2 separate regions of the Mus musculus genome follow, and region 1 is linked to region 2. The links are chromatin contacts, called in public Hi-C maps. All regions are on one chromosome and are shown on one strand. Each heading gives the region's core, a stretch centred on a gene start, on an enhancer-like site or on the middle of the called end of the contact. The rest is flanking DNA. Distances are from core to core; before and after follow the strand shown. Region 1 overlaps Zmiz1 (zinc finger, MIZ-type containing 1). Region 2 has its middle 6.5 kb from the start of Gm41112.

Region 1 (4,587 bases), core at 636-3,135, 520 kb after region 2:
GCATGGTACAGGAGGAGCTCAGAGTTCTACATCTTCATCTGAAGGCCACTAGGAAAAGACTGGCTTCCAGGCAGCTAGGATGAGGGCCTTAATGCCCATACCCACAATGACTCACTTCTTCCAACAAGTCCACACCTCCAAGTAGTGCCACTCCCTGGGCCAAGCATATTCAAACCACCACACTGCTGGAGGAATAGATTGGGGTGGTACCCTAAAGTCTGGCTTCTATGTTTCCTCTCTCTCTTTCCCTCCTTCCCCCTCCCCACCCCTCATTCCCTCCCTTCTTCCTTCCCTTCCTCCCTCCCTCTTTCTTTTTTCTTCCTTTCCTTTCCTTTCCTTTCCTTTCCTCTTTCTTTCTTTCTTTCTTTCTTTCTTTCTTTCTTTCTTTGTTTTTTTTCTTTCTTGCCAGAGCAAGGTTGTCCCCCTGGTCCTGTTTCAAAACACAGCCTCCAGTCAAGCTATGGGCAGAGTCTCCCAGCCCTGCTGCCAGTCCCCCTCCCCCCTCCCCCAACTCGCGCTGCAGATGTGCATGGTGATTGAATCATTTCTGCACACCGTTGCTCACACAGCTCCCCAGAGATGTGCTACTTGCCTGTGCAAGCTGTCAGGAGATGTGTGTGCTCCAGTGCATCTGGGCCAACAGCCCATGTGTGCACATACCAGCTATGGAGAGTGCAGAGGGGTACGTAGATGTGTGTGCCGTGTGAAAACACCTTTACCTGGAGACGCTCGGGTTTACTCGCTAGGCCTGAGAAGTGGGAAAAGAAAACACAGTATTTGTAAGATGGTTGTGAGGTGCTCTTCCCACACTGGGGTGCTCCGAGTGCCCACTGTACAGTAAAAATTCTCTACCCCTGTGTCCAGGGAAAGACCCTATATGTAAGACAGCCAGATGAGTTCTCGCCTGTTTGAGGCTTCTGTCCACTGTTTTCCACTGGTGTAGCTGAAGAGGTTGGCTTCTTAGTCCCCCTTCAGCTCTCTGCAGTTCATTCTCCAGGAGGCTTTAAGTGCACGGGGCCAGCTTGACCTGAGCGTTGCCAGGAGATGATACTGTCAACAGAAACTTCTCCCAGCACGACCACCCCTGGAAATCGGGAAGACTCAGCCTGACTACCATGTCACCAGCTAAAAACTTCCATACATGTAATGGTCTCTGGTCAGGCATAGCTTCAAGAGAGGCAGTGCCTGGGGCGTTGGGCCATCTGGCAGGGGGTTGGTGGAGTGGTGGAAGAGGCTTTCCGGGAGTTTTCCAGGCTACGGGCTCCACCGCTTGGGCAGAACCTTTGGATTTTAAAGTTGAATGTGCTGCTCCTACTGAGGTGGAGTTTCCAGGCAGCTGGAGCCCTTGGATTCTGGCGTTTGGCAGGCTGCCAGAGGATGGCTAGCCCAGGCCTTCATTTTACAGATATACAAACTGAGGCCCAGCTTCTTGCCCTGTTCACACAGTGGGAGGGTAGCAGAGCAGGTACCCACCCACTGTAGACCCCCCCAGGCTAACTAGAAAGACACAAGGACAGGGATGGCAGGACCACAGAAAAGTTTCCTGATTGAGTCCACACTTAATCAGAGGGCAGCAGACTGGAAAAGGCTACCAGGTTGGTACCAGGTTCTTGGTTGGTAGAGAGCCAGGTCCTGCCTGGGTGCTAGAGCTGCTTCCACTGATGGTTTTGTCTAAAGGCACCTGGAGGCAAACACAGCTGAGTGGTGCTTCTGTGGCAGTGGGGCGACCTCTGCTGGCCGCCAACGGCTTGCCGCTTCCTGACAACAGGGTGCTGTGATGGGGTTCTGGGTGGCCTTGCAAACCACTGGCTTTGGACCAATGGGATGGAACAAGGGCTTCATTTGGGACCCAGCCATGGCTTGAGATAGGAGTACGCAGGAGACTGTGGCCACCGGTCTTGGGGGGACATGGAAAGAGCAGCATGCTAATGGCTAGAAAGGCAGAGGTTTCTAGCTTAGCCCCGCTGGCAGCCTTGCACTTCATCTCTCAAAGGCTTTGCCTCGGAACTGGGCAGCCAGTGAAAACAGTGTGTACAGAAGCCAGGCTGTCCCTTCCATGCCCCACCCCCTTTTCCTGCCTGGTGCTAACCTCTCCTCAGGCCCTAGACCCTTAGCTTTCAAGTCCTTGCACCTTGCAGTGTGGAATTCAGGCCTGCCATCTCTGTTCATTCCTGTGTTATTGGCCCCCATTCTCTACTATTGATACAAGCAGTTTCAAAGTGACACCTCAACTAAGTATAATGTTTCAAGAAGCTCAAACAAGAGCTTCATGGATTCAAGGCCAGCCTGGGCTACATACAAAGACCCCATCTGGAAAAAATAAATGTAAAGGAGTGTGCTGTGTGGGCCTCTTTCTTCAGCTTTTATTTTATAAATGAAAATATATAATAGCTAGATAACTGTAATACCAGCACTGAGGCAGGAGGATTCCCCATGAATTTGAAACCAGTCTGAACTACAATGAGATTGTATTTGGGGAGGAGGGCAGGGACTCCCTCTGTTGTTCCTGTTGTCTGTAATGTCTCCTGACAGTTACCTCTCTGATGTCCTATGAGTCTCACAAGTGTTGGAAGCCCAGCCAGGTCACACCTTGATTCCATAAGATGGAGCCCAGACCTGGACAGATATAGACCATGTCATCTAGGACAAAATCATTATGGGTTTTGGGTTCCCCAAAACAAAATCAAATGGACTGTCAAGTTGGGAACAACTTTGCCCACAGGTATCCTGAAGACCTTTGAATCCAGAGACCCTGTGGAGGTTAGCCTGATCTAGAGTGGTACTGTCTGTCTCTTTGCTATTTGCCTCCTGAAGTGAGGCCTGGGGTCTTGACAGCGTTCATAAGGGAAAAGCAGCCTTGGGGCTGAAAGGTTGCTGACCAGGGATGTGCAAGCTCCTCATACTTGCTAGAAGCTTCCGTGGGTGGGCAGAGCATCCTTAGGCTACCGAAGATATCGATATGTGCAAGCATGTGTCAAGACCTCTCTGAGTTCCTGGTCCTAAATGGCATGGCCTTCCTGGAAGATCCTCCTTGGAGGCAGAACTTGGTGGAGCCACCAGTGACTCTTGTCTCCTATCCATGGAGAAACTGAAGCTTTGAAGCCAGGGACGACTGCACAAGGCCCTCCTGTATTTTAGAGTGCAGGACACCTTCGAGCTTTTAAAATGATGGAGAAGGTAGAGGTGTTCAGAGGACTTGAGAGTCTGGAGTCAGCATCTGGCCCTCAGGATGCTGTGGTTTGTCTAGAGTGCCCCCTGCTGGCTGGTATGCCCATGGAGGTCTTTTCCTGGTTGGTTACAGGCTCTGAGCTGGGTGCTGGTATTTCAGGCCTGGGGTTTCTTTGTGCTTCCTTTCTGGGTCCCCAGCCAGTCACTCGGATGACCTGGATTTGACTTTCTGGGCTTCTTTGGCTCACTACCCTTGTCCTAGCCAGCTTTAGAAGTCAGCCACACACACACACACACACACACACACACACACCGTATATGTATGTGTGTTTGGCTGAATATATATATATATATCTCACATGCACACCAGATACCTGAGGAGCCAGAAAAGCGCGTCAGATCTCATAAAACTGGAGTTACAGATAGTTGTGAGCCATCACATGTTGCTAAGAACCAAACTCAGGTCCTCTGCAAGAATAGCAAATGTTCCTAACCATTGAGCCACTTCTCCAGCCCTAGAAAACATACACTTTACAGGAATCCTGGCTGCCATTATTTGCCCATGTTTAGAGTGAGATGATCATTCACAGGCCAAGAACCAAGATAACCTGTCCGATGGTGTTCCATGGGTCCACTTCTACCCCTTATCTCTGCCTTCCCTGTGGTTTATCTCTGTGTCACTGGAGTGCTAGCTGAGGCTCTCTGCAAGTATGCAGAGAGGAGGAGACAGCCTCTGCATGAGGCACCCCGGAAGGTGCCAGGGTGTGCTGCACCCCTCATAGCCTCCAGCAGGGACCCCCTAGGCACTCCCCAGAACCTGTCTCATAGGTTGGAACAGGGAACCCAGGATTCTGCTCTGGCTCTTACAGGATCAACTGTAAACAGAGTCACAGTTTCCTCACCTACAATGTGGGAATATTGCAGTCTCTGTCAGACTCTGATTGTCCTGCTTCAACCATCCAAATGCTGCGATTATGAACACACGCCAAGAGTCAGTTCACGAGCATACTGCTGGCCCCAGCACTGGGGATCTTGGGATTCCCGGGCAAGCAGAAGCACAAGATGGAGCAGATGGAAACACAATGTGGGGATGGGTGTAGGGATGTGGGGATGGCTGGACCAATGGTCTTAGTCAGGTTACTATTGCTGTGATAAAACATCATGACCAAAAGCAACTTGGGGAGGGAAGAGTTTATTTAGCTTCCATACACTGAGTCACAGCCCATTGAGGGAAGCCAAGGTAGAAAATCAAACAGGGGTGGGAGAGGGCTGACACAGACACAGTGAAGGGGGCTGCTTACTTACTGGGTTGCTCTTATGGCTTGCTCAACTTGCTTTCTTATAGAACCCAGGACCACCTGCCCAGGGGTGACACTACCCACAATCACCAACTAAGAAAATAATAGCCACAGGATCTTC
Region 2 (4,238 bases), core at 1,012-3,511:
GCAAACATTGCCAACACACTGTCTCTGGAGCAACATATGTCCCCAAGCCCAACCAACCCCATGCCTGAGAGTAGAAACGCCTCTCAGGTGCCCTGGACTCTTTTCTTGGTTTTGGAATGTGCTGGGCCACCCCTAAGGCTCACTTTCCAGCTCCTGTGCTCTACTGAGAGTTCACAACCATGTCAGACATCGTCAGGGGATTCTGGCGCGACACCCCAACTCGTAACACCACAGCAGGGCAAGAGCTGGCTCTGCAAGGCCATGACTGGGAAAATCATCACCCAAGGTGGGGCAGGATAGGCTGCAAACTCCCCCCCCCCTCCAGGTTCCTCTGCTCCATCCTCTGCCGTGACCCATAAATTCACCAAGATGAAGTCATTCCCCAGCCGTGGCTGTAAAAAGTCAGCTGCATAGCTGCAGAGTTTGCAGCCGAGTCAGATTATAAAATAAAACCAGAGATTCTGGAGAGCGGAGGGTCAAGCCAGCCAGCCCTGAGGGGAGGGGAGATGGCTGTTCTGTTGTTTTTAACAAGCACCAGAAGGTTTCAGCTTTGTAAGATTCCTCACCCTGCTCCCCCACCTTCCCACAACTCCTTTTAAAGTAGAGGATCGTGCAACTTCAGGGCTTCTTCAGTGTTACAAAAATAAAACCAAAATACAAACTTAAAAAAGAAAAAAACAACAACAGTCTGTAAGTTCTCTTTCCTGCTGTGTTTGAAGCAGACCTCAGACCCTATTCTTCTGAAGTTTCCTGAAATTTGACCAGAATCTGGGAACTCAGAGAAGTCACAGACCCTGCCTCTTTCATTCCCTGAAGCCGGAGTGAGAGCCAGAGCCAGGAAGCTGGAGTGGCCCAGGAGCTGAGCATGCCACCTGCCCAACTCCAGTGGGACAGCTTTCTGATCTACATAGCAGGTTCTTGCCAGTTGCCTCTGGTCCCTCCAGGTCAGCCTTCACCACTTTCTCCATCTGAGTACATCCCTCATGCAGACACTAGGGGATGGTCTGGGAACAGAGCAATTGACAACGCAGACAAAGGCACTTGCCTCTGCTTTCTCTATCTGGGAAGGGCTGAGTAGCCAGAACCTTAAAAAAGTGAGACCACTAATGTCCTTGTCATCCTTCTAGCAAGGACACCCATGAAGGTCAGGCTGAGACCATCTCACATGTGCAATAACCTCTTAGCTCACCAAGTACCCATTTAGTCTTTGTACATCATGAGGAAAGAAATGAGCTGCGTAACAAATGACTCCAAGCACAGAGATCAGAACAACAAGTGTGCATCGTCTCATGGGATCTCTGGATGCACAAAGTCAGGAACGAGGCTGTGGTGCATCTGATGGCCTGACTGAGGCAGGTCCTCCCCTCTCCTCTCCCATGCATGGAGGTTTTTGCAAGGGCCTATTGAGGAGCTTGTTGGACAAAGGGCTCAGTTCCTCTCTAACTGTTGCCCTGAAAGTCCTTCTCTGTGGCTGCACAGACCTCGCTGTAGAAGGTTTCTTTCATCATGAGCAATGAGTGTGCCTAAGATGGACCATATACACTTTTTAATAACATGATCTTTAGTATGGTACTCCTATATAGTTCTGTATTTGGTTTGTTAGAAACAAGTTGCTGGGTCCAGCATACGCTCAAGGGAGAGCATTGTACAGTGGCTGAATACTAGGGGGGGAAGGAGAACTGGGGTCCATTTTGGAGGAGGCTACTTAAAATAGAATCTAAGCGGTGATAACCAAGACTTCAATGTGTATTGAACACCCTCCATGCTCTGAGAGCTGTTTTCAGTGAATTCCATATGAAGTTTTAATTCATACTCACTCCGATTCAGGAGATAGTTTCTCCATCTTACAGACAAAAAGTCTGATCCTCACAAGAGTTACAGAAGTGATTGAAGACTGCCAACCTATAAATAAGTTAAAAAAGCAAACAGTTGGTCCCTTCTAGAGCCTCATACAGTATGATGAAGTTGCCTCTTCTGAAAGGTCATCTAGAGGTCATTTGGCACACTCTCCTTTGCAGAAATGACAAGTGTAAAACCCAGAGACCCCAGATAACTGGCCAAGGTCACACAGTAAATGAGAAGCAGGGGAAAATGGGTCCTTGCATCTCTTAGAGCCCTGGTTCCTGAAGGGAGATGGACGAGAGAAACAGCAGATTTGTAAGGCGGCATCTCACACGAAATGGTGTGTGACATGCAGCTGTGTGGGGTGGGAAGCAGCATGAGTCATGAAGCAGTCAGTGTGGGACATGACGCCCTGAGTTGCGTGAAGCACCGTATGGCACAAAGTGATGAGGGGCGTTCAGCACTGTGTGGCAAGACGCCGTGTGGACCATGAAGCCACGTGGAGCATGACGCCGAGTGAAACTTAAAGCAATGAAGGGTGTGCTGCAGTGTGGGCTGTGAAGTAACATGGGGCATGAACCAGGGTGGGGCATGGAGCATTGCGTGGCAGACCAATGTGCCTAGCTACCTTTCTCCCGACCTGGAAACTCTGGAGAAACTCATCAGCTCTTTGACCATCAGCTGACCATGAAGCTTGAAGCTTCCCTCTACCCAAGCTTAGACATGAAACCCCTGGTGTCTGCTTGTACCTATACTTAATCCATGTCCCTTTTCAGGAATATTTCAGCTTGCCTTGGCTGGAAAAAAATAGGCCCATCACAGACATGAGTGTAATGGACTGGTTTAAGTTTTCCTGGGGGCTTAATAAAAGGTGGTAGTTTGGGTAACAGCTTTGCCATAGGCCCTTCTGTTAATACTTATCTGGCTAATGCATCTTGCAAATGGCCTCATGCAGCTTTGGGGACATTAAGAAGACTTCACAATGTTGTTCTACATATGGTATTTCTGCCTTGGAGTTTTTTTTTTTTTCTTTCCACTTGTATAAATTATTTTACGATGAAGGTGGCGGTGCTGAGGGAGAGGGGCCAGAGGAAGGGTTAGAATTTCACAGAATCCAGCCTGAGGCATTTTTTGGAGCCCAGAGGGAGCTCTGCCCCACATTCCTGAGCACAGGGACCAGGAGGAATGGAAGCTAAGCAGCTGAGGAACACCAGCTGTGCTCACACACATCACATACTAGCCGAGCAGGCGTCTGTTGCCTCAAAATGTCTTACACGTTGAGTAGACTCACCCCAAAAGGACATATCACGAGATGAGCGGAATTTCTGCTGTTACATGGGGTCCCAAGACTGAAGCCATCTTCCCTGCCCTTATCAGGCCAGCCAAGATAGCCAGAGGCAGGGCTATCTAAACACTGAACACGGGGCAAAATTCTACCTTACACATACCAGGCACAGATGTGGACCCAGCACTTGACTGATGTCCTCGTTCCACACAGCTGAAGGTTTCTCTATGCCAGATACCATGCCAGGCCCTCTAACCAGGACAAATACAGTCCAGTCCAAGCCGTAAAGAAAAGCCAACCTAATGAGGAGTATAGATCTGTCTACACCTACTACCAACCGATGGAGCGATGAATAAGTGTATGGAAGACAGTGCAGGGAGCCCCAGAGGCTCACAGAACCAGCTAGTCAGGAGGGTGGAGGAGACTGGTGGAGGATCCAGCTGCCAGGTATGCTCTGTGAGAGAAATGGAAGGTGGGAAACATGAGGAGAACCAGAGGGCATGCAAAGTCACAGCGAGGATTGTTAGTGCACATGGGATGTGGTCTCTGAGGTTGCATACCCTGCTGCAGATTCTAAGGGAGGCATGGTGTAAATAGTGTGTGTGTGTGTGTGTGTGTGTGTGTGTGTGTATCTGTGTGTCTGTGTGTGTTGTGTTTTCGGCATGTTATATGTGGGTACCTACTCTCATCGACAGAAACCTGCTGTCTCATCTTCTCTACCTTGTTTGGGACAGTCTCTCACTGAACCTAGAACACAGCAAACCAGAGCACATGACCCTGGGATTTGCCTGTCCGTCCTCTCGGGGCTGGAGCTAGCAGGCTCAATGTGCCTGGATTGTTTGTGGCTGCTGGATATCTAAGCTCAGGTGCTCAGGCTTGCGCAGCAAGCACTCTACCACTGAGCCAGCTTTCTGGCCTGATGACACACAGTGATGGGACACACAATGTGTATACCTTAATTTCACAAACTAACTCTATTTGATTCCTCGAATGATTATAACAGAGATTCCTGTAACTGTGCATCAGGCTGTCTATTTCTCTCCACCCTCTACTGCAGCCGAGGTTCTCCAGGGTTCCGGTCAGTGGTGAGTAAAGTGGTACCGCCTCCCCT

What was found. A called contact is a pair of places that touch in the nucleus more often than the background predicts.
Region 1: a contact with region 2 is called in a Hi-C map of cerebral cortex, with 4 times the contacts expected there. The contact joins two enhancer-like sites. A contact is called at or near these places in 2 of 15 datasets of contacts at CTCF or cohesin (large pre-B cells and pro-B cells), 16 of 484 Hi-C or Micro-C datasets (B cells, CD4 T cells, the HPC-7 cell line and 9 more), 2 of 115 datasets of contacts at active chromatin or transcription factors (embryonic basal ganglia and large pre-B cells) and 1 of 9 other capture datasets (embryonic stem cells).

The regions. Positions count from the first base shown.
Region 1 is chr14:25,564,191-25,568,777 of GRCm38.p6, forward strand. The region is part of intron 3 of Zmiz1 (zinc finger, MIZ-type containing 1); the gene reads left to right. Among named protein-coding and RNA genes, the nearest start is that of 4931406H21Rik, 20 kb to the right of the region's middle. Within about 2 kb of position 1,886, at least 22 of the 459 cell types and tissues checked have an H3K27ac peak or open chromatin away from gene starts, as enhancers often do. A contact at or near this core is called in cerebral cortex, where this site is marked.
Region 2 is chr14:25,042,055-25,046,292 of GRCm38.p6, forward strand. No RefSeq gene overlaps it. Among named protein-coding and RNA genes, the nearest start is that of Gm41112, 6.5 kb to the right of the region's middle. Within about 2 kb of position 2,262, at least 27 of the 459 cell types and tissues checked have an H3K27ac peak or open chromatin away from gene starts, as enhancers often do. A contact at or near this core is called in cerebral cortex, where this site is marked.